2 separate regions of the Triticum aestivum genome follow, and region 1 is linked to region 2. A link is a contact called in public Hi-C data. All regions are on one chromosome and are shown on one strand. The core of a region is the stretch at or near the end of the contact, and the rest is flanking DNA. Distances in the headings are between cores, read along the strand shown.

Region 1 (5,735 bases), core at 434-2,933, 380 kb before region 2:
TGACCGGAGCAGCTCGTCCAGCTCCATCCGGAATCCCCGGTCGATCGCTACAAGCTCCCCATCGGCGCCGCTGCACTTGCCGTCTCCTCCTTCCTCGTCGTCCGACGAGCCATCCGAGCCGTCCGCCCAGCCTCTGCCGCGGCGGCCCCAAATGCAGCCGCACAGCCCCTTGTTCCGATCATCATCGTCGTCGTCTTCAGCGATTGCACGCCCACGGCCGCCGCGGCCTTCCCTCCGGTCCTTGACTTTCCAGTATATGTACACCAAGATGATGCCGACGAGGGCGACACCGGCGGCGTCGGCGACGGAGATGAGCGCTATCAGGCTTGATTTAATTGGCTGATGCTGGCTGTCGTTAGAGGCGGAGGCTGTTGATGAACTGGTGTTCTGTGGCGGCGGAGATTGCGTCGGCGGTGGGACGGCTCGGCAGGCAACTTGGAGCGGGAAGCCGCAGAGAGCGGGGTTGTTGAGGAACGCGGTGGGGCCCTGGCTGGCGAGGGAGCCCGTCTGCGGGATGGCGCCGGAGAGGTTGTTGAAGCGGAGGTCGAGGGTGACGGTCGCCGGGAGGCGGCCGAGCTCCGGCGGCACGATGCCGGAGAACTGGTTGTGCGAGAGGTTGAGCGTGCCGGAGAGCTTGGGGAGCTGGCCGAGGTCCGGCGGGATGGAGCCGTTGAAAGCATTGGAGGAGAGGTCGAGCTGCTGCAGGCTGGACAACTCCGGCCAAACACCGGCGGGCACCTCCCCAGAGAAGGTGTTTCTGGAGACGATAAGACGCTGCAAGCTCCGGCAATTCCGGAGGTCGAGCGGCAGCTCGCCGGAGAGCGAGTTCCTGGACACGTCGAGGTTCTGCAGCCTCGGGAGGTCGCAGAGCGCCATCGGGAGCTTGCCGGTGAGCGCGTTGTTGTAGAGGAAGATGGAGTGGAGCGAGGATGCGTTGGAGAGAGCGGCCGGGATGCCGCCCGTGAGGCGGTTGTCGTGGAGGTTGAGCCGGCGGAGGAAGAGCAGCGAGCCGAGCTCCGAGGGGATGTAGCCGGCCACGTTCTTCCCGGCGACGGCCAGGCCGACTACGCGCGGCTGCGACGAGATGTTGGCGCAGGTGACGCCAGGCCACCGGCACGGGTCGGCGTCCGACTCGGACCACTTCGCGAGGACCGATGCCGGGTCGTCGGTCACGGCCGCCTTGAAGGCCAGCAGCGCGAGGCCGTCGTCGGTGAGCGCCACGGCCGCCGGCGGCGGCAATGCGAGGAGCAGCAGCAGGAGGAGAATCGTGGTCGGGACTGTCCTCATGAGCAAAACAAACTCTTCTATTGTTTGTGTCAGCGTGTGTCTCTGGCTAACACTGACTGTCAGTGGCTACAGAGAGGTGCGGCAGCAGAGGTTAGAGGTTATAGAAACCGACAGATCTGCGGCAGCACTGCAGTTGGAATTGAGTGGACACCTTGGATTTCGAAGGCGTGCATGCGAGCGAGCTAGTGGTGATGGAATTCTTCTCCTTTTCGTTGGCATGCTATGCTAGTGAGGAAGTGGTTATGTGTGGAAAGATGGTTAGTGGTGGCTGTCTTCATTAGAGTGGGTAGGGCCCCAGATGTGGTAATGGAGCTCGTTGTAGCTAGAGAGAGACGTGCAGGGGAGGGGAGTACAAGGGAAGCAAAGTTGTGTGTATGTGCGGTTCGTGGCTAGACTGTAGAGTATGATGAAGGACGTTGCGGTGAGCCAAAGACTGGAGGACGGCCAGGTAATCATTCCTGTGGGTATGGACTTTAGGTGGCCTGGTTGGTGAGGTGAGTGAGTGAGTCAGCTCTGTTCGTGCACTTGCCGTTTGCCATATGCATCTCACAATATATAGAACCAATAATATCTGCTTATGTTAGGGCATCTCGAACACTGACCTTCAAACCGCCCGCAACCGTCTCGATTGCACGGTCCGGACGTGTTTTGCCATCCAAGGCGGAGCTGTATCAATTCGCTCGGCGGTCCGAATGTCCTTTTTCCCGCAAACCAAAAACAAACCCGAGGGGGGGGGGGGGGGGGCGCTTCCTCCACAAAAACCCTCTCCGCCGCCCAGGCGCTTTCTCGCGCGAACTGGTCAGCGCCGCTCCAGAGCGTCAGAACCGCAGTCATTCCCGCCCAGAGCGGACGCGACCTTTCACGTCACTCTGGTATTGAAGCGCTCGCCGGCCGACAGCGTTGCCCGCGCCGCTTCCTGGTGCACGCGACTGCTCCATGTTCAATCGACATCTCGTCGGTCCGCCTCCCTACATTAAACATGTGGGTTGTCGAGGAACCTGCCCCCGCGCCTCTTTTCCATCTATTTGCTGCCCACCATTAACCACCTCGTCGCTTGCCCTGCCATACGCCCACTATTTAAACTCCAGGGCCGACGAGTGCCTCATCCAACCTCCTCCGCTCCCTTTCTCCTCTCGGCACCACGCCCGCCATGGCCTCCTCGTGATCCAAAGCCCTTTGGGGCAGCCTCTCGTCCGAGCAGAAGAAGGAGATCACCGACATTGCCGCCGGCTGGCCGGCCGACAGACGAACGAGCTCACCAGAGGCCAGCGGTGCAGAGACCCCAAAGGAAGAGGTGGCCGCCGCCGAGCCAGTGCCACCATCCTCGTCGTCCCATGCCGGCATCACCATGGATGAGGCATGTGCTCACTACACCGACATGGTGTTGGCAGAGCGGGAGGCCGTGTTACGGCAGGCGCAGGCCGACCAAGAGTACAACCTTCGCCTCCTCGACGAGCATTGACGCACGGAGGAGCAACTCGCCGCCGGCACGACCATCATACCCGACGTGAATGTGGCCGAGCAGGAGGCACTGCTCGACTCCTACCGCTCGAGGCGGCGGATAAAGTGTGTGGCAAGAGAGATGACAAGGTCGCCAGCACCGCCACGGTCGCACCTTGCCTCCACGACCACAAAGCCGACACCTACACGGGTGTCGCCAGCAGCAAGGAAGAGTACAATATGGGAGGTCGCCGATGCTCGGGTCCTAGGAAGGTCACCACTCCTCCTCTCCCGTTCAACCAAGCTTGGAGGGCTCATCATCGTCGGTCGATTAGCCGCTTGCAGACTGCGGAGGTGGAGCTTCAGTTCCCGGGGCTTATGGCCTTCTAAACATGGGGAACAGGCAACAACGATCATTTAGACTAGGTTTAGAGCATGGTTTAGTTGAAATATGTCGAAATGTATTTAATTTGCTCTGGTTTAGGTGAAAACCATCTGGTTTTATGTAAATTTATCCAAGTACGAATGATTATCGCCTCATTTGTTTAAATATGCATCAGATTTGTTCACTTTCGTTAAATTTCTTCCAAAATGTAAGCAGCTACAGTTGGATGGCCAGCTCCCTCATCAGTGTCGACGAACTCCACCCCCCGGTTGGCAGAAAGATGTGGTGTTTGGTTTCTGGATCTGTGTTGGAGATGCCCTTATGTGTTGGAAACATGGCTTTGATCTTCTTCTTTTTCTCTTTGCACCAACATTTTCATATTCTGCACAACCTTCTGCACAAGATTAGCAGAATAGGAGCCACCTTCTGCACCTGCTTTATGTTGTCGACACTGCTATCTTTGTTGCCACAATCAAGCAGGACGTCCAAAATCTAGCAGCCATTTTGAACTTTTTTTGTGAGGTGACTGGTCTTTCCACCAACTTTTCAAAGAGCTATGTGGTACCTATTTGATGCGGCGACCTCAACCTTGATGAGACCCTACAAAACTTGCTGACCATGCGAACTTCTTTCCCGATCACATATCTTGGCCTACCACTCTCTATGTGGGAACTCAAGAAAGTGCACTCCGAACTGCTCGAGGATAAATTGCGGCAAAGCTCCCTCCATGGCAGGGGAAGAATATCATTATGATTGGTCGAACTACTTTGGTCAAGTTTGTCCTCACCTTGCACTAAACTTTGTGCCACCCCACCCACCTTGGGAGCCTTGGTATTCTCCATCTCGAGAAATTTGTGAGGGAATTGCAGTTGCGCTGAATATGGCTTGAGTGGGCCAATCTGACCAAGTTTTGGGTTGGCATGGGCAACCCTTTTGATGCCATGGACATGGAGATTTTCTACGCATGCACCTGAATCACCATAGACAATTGGGCCAAGGCGCCTTCCTAGAACGAGCCATGGATGGATGGGAGGAGTCCCAAAGACAGCCCCCCTTGTCCATGAGGCCTTAAAGAGAAAGAAGTGGATGGTTCACCAAGCCCTTGCTGAGAATGCATGGATAATACAAATCAAGTTGACTGGGAATTTTTTTCTTGGACCATCTTCTCGAGTACCTTGAGCTCTCGAGCATCCTCTCATAGGTCCAGCTCAACGATGATGTGGGGGATGCCATTTTTCTTGGAATTTTGCAACAAGCGACACCTCCTTGGCCAAGTCGGCATACAAGGCTCAATTCCATGTTGCTACACCCACTTCAATGAAATAGGTCGTCTGGAAGAGGGCAAAGTTTTTTCTTGGTTAGCCATTGCTACATGTGAACTGCGTTGGGATTTCCCCAAAGAGGAGAGAATGATGCAATACATTAGAGATAAGTATTTCCCTCAGTTAAGAACCAAGGTTATCAATCCAGTAGGAGAACCACGCAACACCTCGTTAGCAGCACCTTCACACAAACAACAAATCCTTCCAACCCAATGCCAACAAGGGGTTGTAAATCCCTCGGCGGTTACGTGCAAGATTAAATTGTGTAGCAATTGATAGATAGATTGAACAAAAATACAAAATTAAATAAAGTAAAAGTGCAGCAAGGTATTTTTAGGATTTTTGATATATGATAGAAGTAGACCCGGGGCCATAGTTTTCACTAGAGGCTTCTCTCTTGAAAAGAGCATATGGTGGGTAAACAAATTACTATTGGGCAATTGATAGAAAGCAAATAACCATGATGATATCCAAGGCAATGATTATGTATATAGGCATCACGTCTGAGACAAGTAGACCGACTCCTTCCTGCATCTACTACTATTACTCCACACATCGACCGCTATCCAGCATGCATCTAGAGTATTAAGTTCATAAAGAACGGAGTAACACCTTAAGCAAGATGACACGATGTAGACAAAGTAAACTCACCCATGAATAAACCCAATCTTTTTATCCTTAATGACAACGGTACAAATACATGTCATGTCCCTTTCTGTCACTAGGATTGAGCATGGCACGATCGAACCCATTACAAAGCACCTCTCCCATTGCAAGATAAATCAATCTAGTTGGCCAAACCAATCAATAGATCGGAGAGAAATATGAAGCTATAACAATCATGCATAAAAGAGTTTGGAGAAAACTCAAATAATATTCATGGATAATTTGACAATAAACTCACAATTCATTGGATCCCAACAAACACACCACAAAAAGTGATTACATCGGATAGAACTCCAAGAACATCAAGGAGAACATTGTATTGAAGATCAAAGAGAGAGAGAGGGAGATAGAGAGAGATCCAACTACTAACTATGGACCAGTAGGTCTGTGGTAAACTACTCACACATCATCGGAAGGGCAACAAGGTTGATGTAGAGCCCCTCCGTGATCGAATCCCCTCCGGTAGAGTGACAGAAAAGGCCCTCAGATGGTATCTCATGGTTCCGGAACTTGCGGCGTAGGAAAAAGTATTTTGGCTAGCTCTCTGTTGGTTTCCCGATTTTAGAGAATTTATAGAGGTGGAGTTAGGTCAAAATGGAGCCACCAAGGCACGCCCTACCCTGTGGGCGCGCCCT
Region 2 (6,262 bases), core at 1,459-3,958:
CTCACCCCAATTATCAAATGCTCAGAGAAAGTGTCGATCGCGGCCAATATGCCCCTGGAGAGAAAAGTAGAAAGCTTAGCAATGTAATTAAGAAGAAACTTCCGTACTTCCAATAGTGGCTACCTATGAATAGATGAAGACATTGGTCTCAAGCTAAAAAATAACAGGCATCCATTCAATAGTCAATACTCAATATAAACCGGCTACATACATACTGGTTGAATACAATGTAGAATGATAATATATTCCATCAGATGCTAAGATATTCAACTGTCAGTCAGCCCGTCCAGAACACTGGCAGTAGATCATGTTAGAAGAGCATACGCAAACAATTTATTACCAATCTTGTAGGCACATACTAGTGAAACAAGCAATTCAGAAATACAGCTGTCTCAATACTATGGAAGCCACAGAATAGTGAAACCACATATACAACTATTATGTATACAAGTTTGACTTCTATTAATTGTTAACATCCTGTTGGTTTCAATAAAAATACCCTCATAGTGTGGTCGTGGCCAGTTGTTCCAAATAGTAACATTGGTGCAATAGAAATTTACCACAGTAATTACGATGTTAACTGAATAAAAGTAGCGGTAGCTTACGTTAATGATTTCCCTTGGAATACAATTGGCGGAGCAATGGCAGCAATTATGCAAAAACCAATGTGGATCTGCACCAAACAACAAGATGAAGAAAGTGGCCGTGTGATAAGAATAATTATTAGAACAGTTGAAATGTCAAGAGTAAGTTAAATAAGCTTTGCAGGCAGATCTTACCAGATAACACAGGAAAAACCATCCAAAACTGAATGCACTGTTAGTCCTGTTTAAATAAGTAAATGAACATATCAGATGCTTCCACACATAATAATACACAGTTCAGTTTTCTCTTGTTAAACAATTGGACTGAAAATGCAGGCACCTCTAAAATTTGTCATACTATCATCTTAGAACGACTATACACATCAATTGGTCACTGATACATGAAATGGAAACAATTATGTGTAGCTTCCTAGCTGGTGCAGGTCCACCAAAATATTTTTGTAACTGTCGTAGCTATCACAGCATCATGAATTGTGTAGATAAGAAAATTTTCAAGGAAATTATGCAGCAGTTTTGAACTCACATAAACTGTCCTTTATTAGTTTCGTTAGATGGAAACAATGCTAGTAAATATTGCAGGTCTGCATAGAACATTTAGGGAAAAGAAATACGTTCTTTGTGCATAGCTGGAAAGCCCTAAAATAAATAATAAATTCACTCCCGATTTCCTTTTTCCAGTGATAGGTGGAGGTGCTAAAATGGTACCATGATATAGCATACCTCATTGCACGATAGAGGGGTCGATACCACATCAAGTAAGAAAGGGGAATTCCAAGCAAAGCATAGATTGTAGCAAGGAAGAACAGCTTTGAATCTGCAAGCATAAACCATCCTAGCATTCAGCATCTGCCAATGTACAAGAACACCCAGGCATTCGTAAGTAGTGATGAAAACCCACCTCCCTCCTTGATCCAGCAGACTATGACAGCAATAAAGTTCCAGGACAGGCAGAGCACAATTCCTGTAAATCAAAATAACACAAAATGGAAACTATCATGACCATGAGCCTCTGACATGAACCATATTTACAGCCTATAACACCACAATTGCATAATTCTACCGACAAACTAGAGTGATACCAAAAAAAAAAAAGCACTACCAGCAGTCAGCAAGTACATACCAAGCCAGCTTGCAAACGCCAGATACTGTAACTTCTGCACGTTGGCAGGTATCTCATTGGCGATGTCATGGTGGATAATCGGGAAAAAAGGTGGCCAATTCTTCTCCTCCATGGGCACTCCAGCTGCATCAAAGAAAGAAAAGGAAAGCAGAAAATAAGCACACTACTGCTAACACGACTCATAACTGAAACACAATTGACACCAGCAACGAAATAGTGGCTCACCATTCTTCAGCGACTCCTCCCTCCTTTTGATATCCTGGAGCCACAGAACAAAGGCCGTGAGACACCACACAACCTAATAAAGTATTAAGGGCAAAGAGGAGAGTAAACCCCACCGCCTCACGCCGCCTCAGATCTGATTCCCACGACGAGAGCTCCCTCGCCTTGCCATTCGAGTCCTGCGCGGCGCACCACAACCATCAGATTCGTACAGCCGAACGCGGAGTGAAGGAAAACTGAAAGGATAACCAGCGCGTGAAGCGACTTACGCCCATGTTGCCGAGGGGCACGTCGACGGTGGCGTCGCCCCTGCTGCCGCCGCCGCCGAAGCCGACGGGCTCGGTCGGCCGGAAGCCGTGCTGCTGCTTCCCGCCGCGGCCTCCTCCATTCTGCAGCGCGACAGAAAGAGCACGCGGGAGTTCAGATCTGCCGAACCACTACCCCGTCGTAGGCGGCAAGGGTTTTTCCGCAAAACAAAGGGGCGATAGATGAGCGGATAGAGGGGAGAGGGGAGAAGGGAGGTCGGCTCACGGAGAAGGGGTTCTCGTCGCCGGCGGTGCCCTCGTCGAAGGGGTTGGGGTCGTGATGCATGCCGGGCTCGCCGCTGGGTCGCTCGGCGTCGCCGCGCGGTGAGGGGGAGACGGGGAAAGCGGCGGTGGTGGACGCGGGTCGCTTCCAGTCCAAGCAGTGCGTTCCCTTCTTGGTGCTGCTTTTCACGTGACCTCTCCGGGGGTGGAGTGCGACACGACTGGACTGGCGTGGGTTCGGGCCGCTTCACACGGGTCGTCGTCATCGTCGCAGGTGCGCACCACCGGCAAGTAAGCCCATGGCCCGTGCCACTGCGAGAGCCCATTCTAAGCCCCCAGTGATCAGTCCGTTTAGCGCGGTTGCTATTTATCGCATTAAGCGATACTATGAGATCACTAGTTAAAGAATACTCGTTGCAAAGATCACTCCCACTTTCACAGGTTGCTACAAATGGCGTGCTGCATGTAAGCCACTTGTCACAATCTGTGTGTTTTCCCATTTTTCATAGATTTATTTATTCAAAACGTGTTATCTCTTAACCGTGCGTCCAAATCTCGAACCATTTTTACCGTAGGATTCCTCGCGTTGAGATTTTCAAAACTAGATCCCATGTTGATAGGTTTTGACAAACTTTTTTTCACGAAAAAACTGGACGAAAAAACCAAAACCGAGAGCACGGGGTTTATCCCTTTCTGAAAGAGGCACGCCGTGCCTATCACGGAATCACAACCGTGCCTCTCGCGGAAGCAAAACCGTGTCTCTCGTGGAAGGAAAAAAAGAGAAAACGCGGTTTTTTTAGGCACGGCCGTGCCTCTGCCGAAAGCACAACTATGCCTCTTATGGAAGTAAAACCGTGCCTCTTGCGAAAGATAAAAAACAGAAAACGCGTATTTTTTTCGTTTCCAAGAGGCACGCACAACGGCGACTCTCGCGGAGGCAACCTCTCTCGGAATGGAAAAAACAGAAAACAGGTTTTTTTTCGTTTTCGAGTGGCACGGCCGTGCCTCTCGCGAAAGCACAATTGTGCCTCTTTCGAAAGCAAAACTGTGCCTCTCGCGGAAGGAAAAAAAACAAAAAACATGTTTGTCCCGTTTACGAGAGTCACGGCCGTGCCTCTCGTGAAAGCAAAACCGTGCCTCTCGCGAAAGCAAAAAAAATAATTTTTTTTCAAAAGTTAAGGAAGATAGGTGGAAAACCGAAACGTCGAAAAAACCTGAAAAAACAGTTTAAAAAGCTGAAAACACATGCGAAAAATAAAAACAAAAAACAAAATCCAGAGGGAGCTTCCAGAGCGCGACATGTGGCGGACGGCTGAGAGCGCACCAAGTGGCGTTGATCGTTATGAGCCTCCTGAAGGAGCACTCGTTAACTAGTTGCTCCGGCGATACAAATAACAGCTTTCGATGAAGCGTTTTCCGCCTCACGATGTATTGGGCTGGCCCATTTACGCGCATCAATTCGTTAAAAAACAACAGGTGAAGTGAGAGAAGGAGGGATCAAACCCGGGTTCGGGTCATCCGGGTGGGTGCACGCCGAGCGAACCACTCGACCTACGTTCATCTTATGCTTAGAAAAACGGGCGCGCCCTACTTGAGGCTACTCTAGCCATTTTATTTTTTTCTTTTATTATGTTTCTTTTATTTTTTTCATTCATTTCTGCATTTTGTTTTTATTTGGTTATTATATGTTCATTTTTTGCATTATTCTATTTTTTGTTTGATTTCCATTTTTCTTCTCCATTTTTTGTTTTTCTTATGTTTGTTTCGTTTTCACTCTACATTTCCATATGTGTCAAAAACTTTTTTTAGTTGGTGATCGACACTTTTTGTATACACATTCAATATTGTCTGAATGCCTATTCAGCATTTTTAAAATACTTGTTCAACATTTTTTAATACTTGTTCAACATTTGAATGCTTATTCAACATTTTTGAAATTGTTTTCTAAATTGTTTTAAATTTTTTATAAATAAACATTCAACCTTTTTTAATGCTTATTCAACATTTTCCTAATACTTGTTCAATATTTTAATATTCATTCAACATTTTTTTCCAAATACTGGTTCAATATTTTTTAACTACACGTTCAATATTTTTCGATACTTATTCAACATTATTTTGAATGTGTTTTGAAGATTGTTTTTTGTATACACGTTCAACATTGTCTGAACGCTTGTTCAACATTTTACAAATATTTATTCAACATTGTTCAATACTTATTAAACATTTTTCAAAAACTTGTTCAACATTTTTCAAATACACGTTCAACTTTTCTCAAATACTTGTTCAATGTTTCGAATAAATAAAACGAAATAACAAAATGTGTAAACAAAACTAAAAATGGAATCAAATAACGAAATAAAAACGTAAAAAAAAAACAGAAAAGAAATGGAGGTAGTCTGTGTTCCCTGAACTGGGCCGGCTCATCCCCTCGTGCGCTTCGGCTAGTCAGAAGACTCGACTCGCCGAAATCACTAGTTGAGCAGTACTCGTTGCAAATATCACTCCAACCTCGCCAGGTTTGTGACAAGTGGTGCGCTACATGTGCGCCACTTGTCGCAACATGTGAGTTTTCCCTTTTTTTCCTAGATCCGTTTATTCAAAATGGTTTATCTCATAAACCGTGCGTCCAAATCTCAAACCGCTTTCATCGTTAGATTCCTCGCGTCGAGATTTTCAAAACTAGATCCCATATTGATAGGTTTTGATGAACTTTTTTCCGAAAAAACAGACGAAAAAACCGAACCAGGAGCACGGGTTTTTTCCCTTTCCGAAAGAGGCACACCCGTGCCTCTCACGAAATCACAATCGTGCCTCTCGCGGAAGCAAAACCGTGACTCTCGCGGAAGAAAAAAATGATAACGCATTTTTTCCGTTTTCGAGGAGGCACGACCGCGACTCTCGCGAAAGCACAACCCTGCCTCTCGCGGAAGCAAAAACGTGACTATAGCGAAAGGAAAAAAATAGAAAACATTTTTTTTCGTTTCCGAAATGCATGGCCGTGACTTTCGCGATAGCACAACCGTGCCTCTCGTTAAAGAAAACGCATTTTTTCATTTCCGAGAGGCATGGCCGTGACTCTCGCAAAAGCACAAATGTGCCTCTCGCGGAAGCAAAATCGTGACTCTCGCGAAAGAAAGAAAAACAGAAAACATGTTTTTTCCGTTTCCAAGATGCACGGCCTTGACTCTCGCGAAAGAAAAATCGTGCCTCTCGCGGAAGCAAAACCGTGACTCTCGCGGAAGGAAAAAGAAAAGAAAACGTGTTTTTTCCGTTTCCGAGATACACGGCCTTGACTCTCGCGAAAGCAAAATCGTGCCTTTTGCGGAAGCAAAATCATGACTCTCGCGAAAGAAAGAAAAAAGAAAACACGTTTCTTGCAAAAAAAATCATTTTTTTTTCTTTGATTGAAAAGCTAAGGAAGACTGGTGAAAAACCGAAATGTCGAAAAAAACTTAAAAAACGTTTAAAAAGCCAAAAATGCATGCGAAAAAAATAAAAATAAAAACAAAATCCGAAAAGAGCGCCCAGAGCGTGATACGTGGCGAATGGCTCAGAGCGCATCAAGTGGCGCTGATCATTGCGAGGCTCCCGAAGGAGCGCTCATTAACTAATGGCTCGATTCGCTGAACGCGAGAGATAGCAGTGCCCTCCGTTTAGATAATTGGCCCGTAAATCCTGTTAATCAATCTGTCCGATAATTCTGCGTAGAGAGCTCACAGTCCGAGGACCCAAAATTAGGGATGAATGGAACCGTCCATGGATCTGGCTCTCAACGGAAGCAAAGG

Evidence for each region. Hi-C and Micro-C count contacts between places; a contact is called where the count stands out from the background.
Region 1: a Hi-C map of an unstated tissue shows a contact between it and region 2, with 5 times the contacts expected there. The contact joins the promoter of LOC123046603 here to the promoter of LOC123046602 in region 2. A contact is called at or near these places in 2 of 5 Hi-C or Micro-C datasets (leaf and an unstated tissue) and 1 of 1 datasets of contacts at active chromatin or transcription factors (leaf).

What each region holds. Positions count from the first base shown.
Region 1 is chr2B:667,958,309-667,964,043 of IWGSC CS RefSeq v2.1, reverse strand. LOC123046603 (receptor protein kinase-like protein ZAR1) reads right to left here and starts at 1,683. Exons shown (of 2, transcript XM_044470000.1): 1 at 1-1,683. The coding sequence starts at 1,287.
Region 2 is chr2B:667,580,901-667,587,162 of IWGSC CS RefSeq v2.1, reverse strand. LOC123046602 (secretory carrier-associated membrane protein 6) reads right to left here and starts at 2,708. Exons shown (of 12, transcript XM_044469999.1): 1 at 2,479-2,708; 2 at 2,217-2,336; 3 at 2,064-2,126; 4 at 1,951-1,984; 5 at 1,726-1,848; 6 at 1,504-1,566; 7 at 1,326-1,419; 8 at 780-825; 9 at 606-673; 10 at 6-54. The coding sequence starts at 2,538.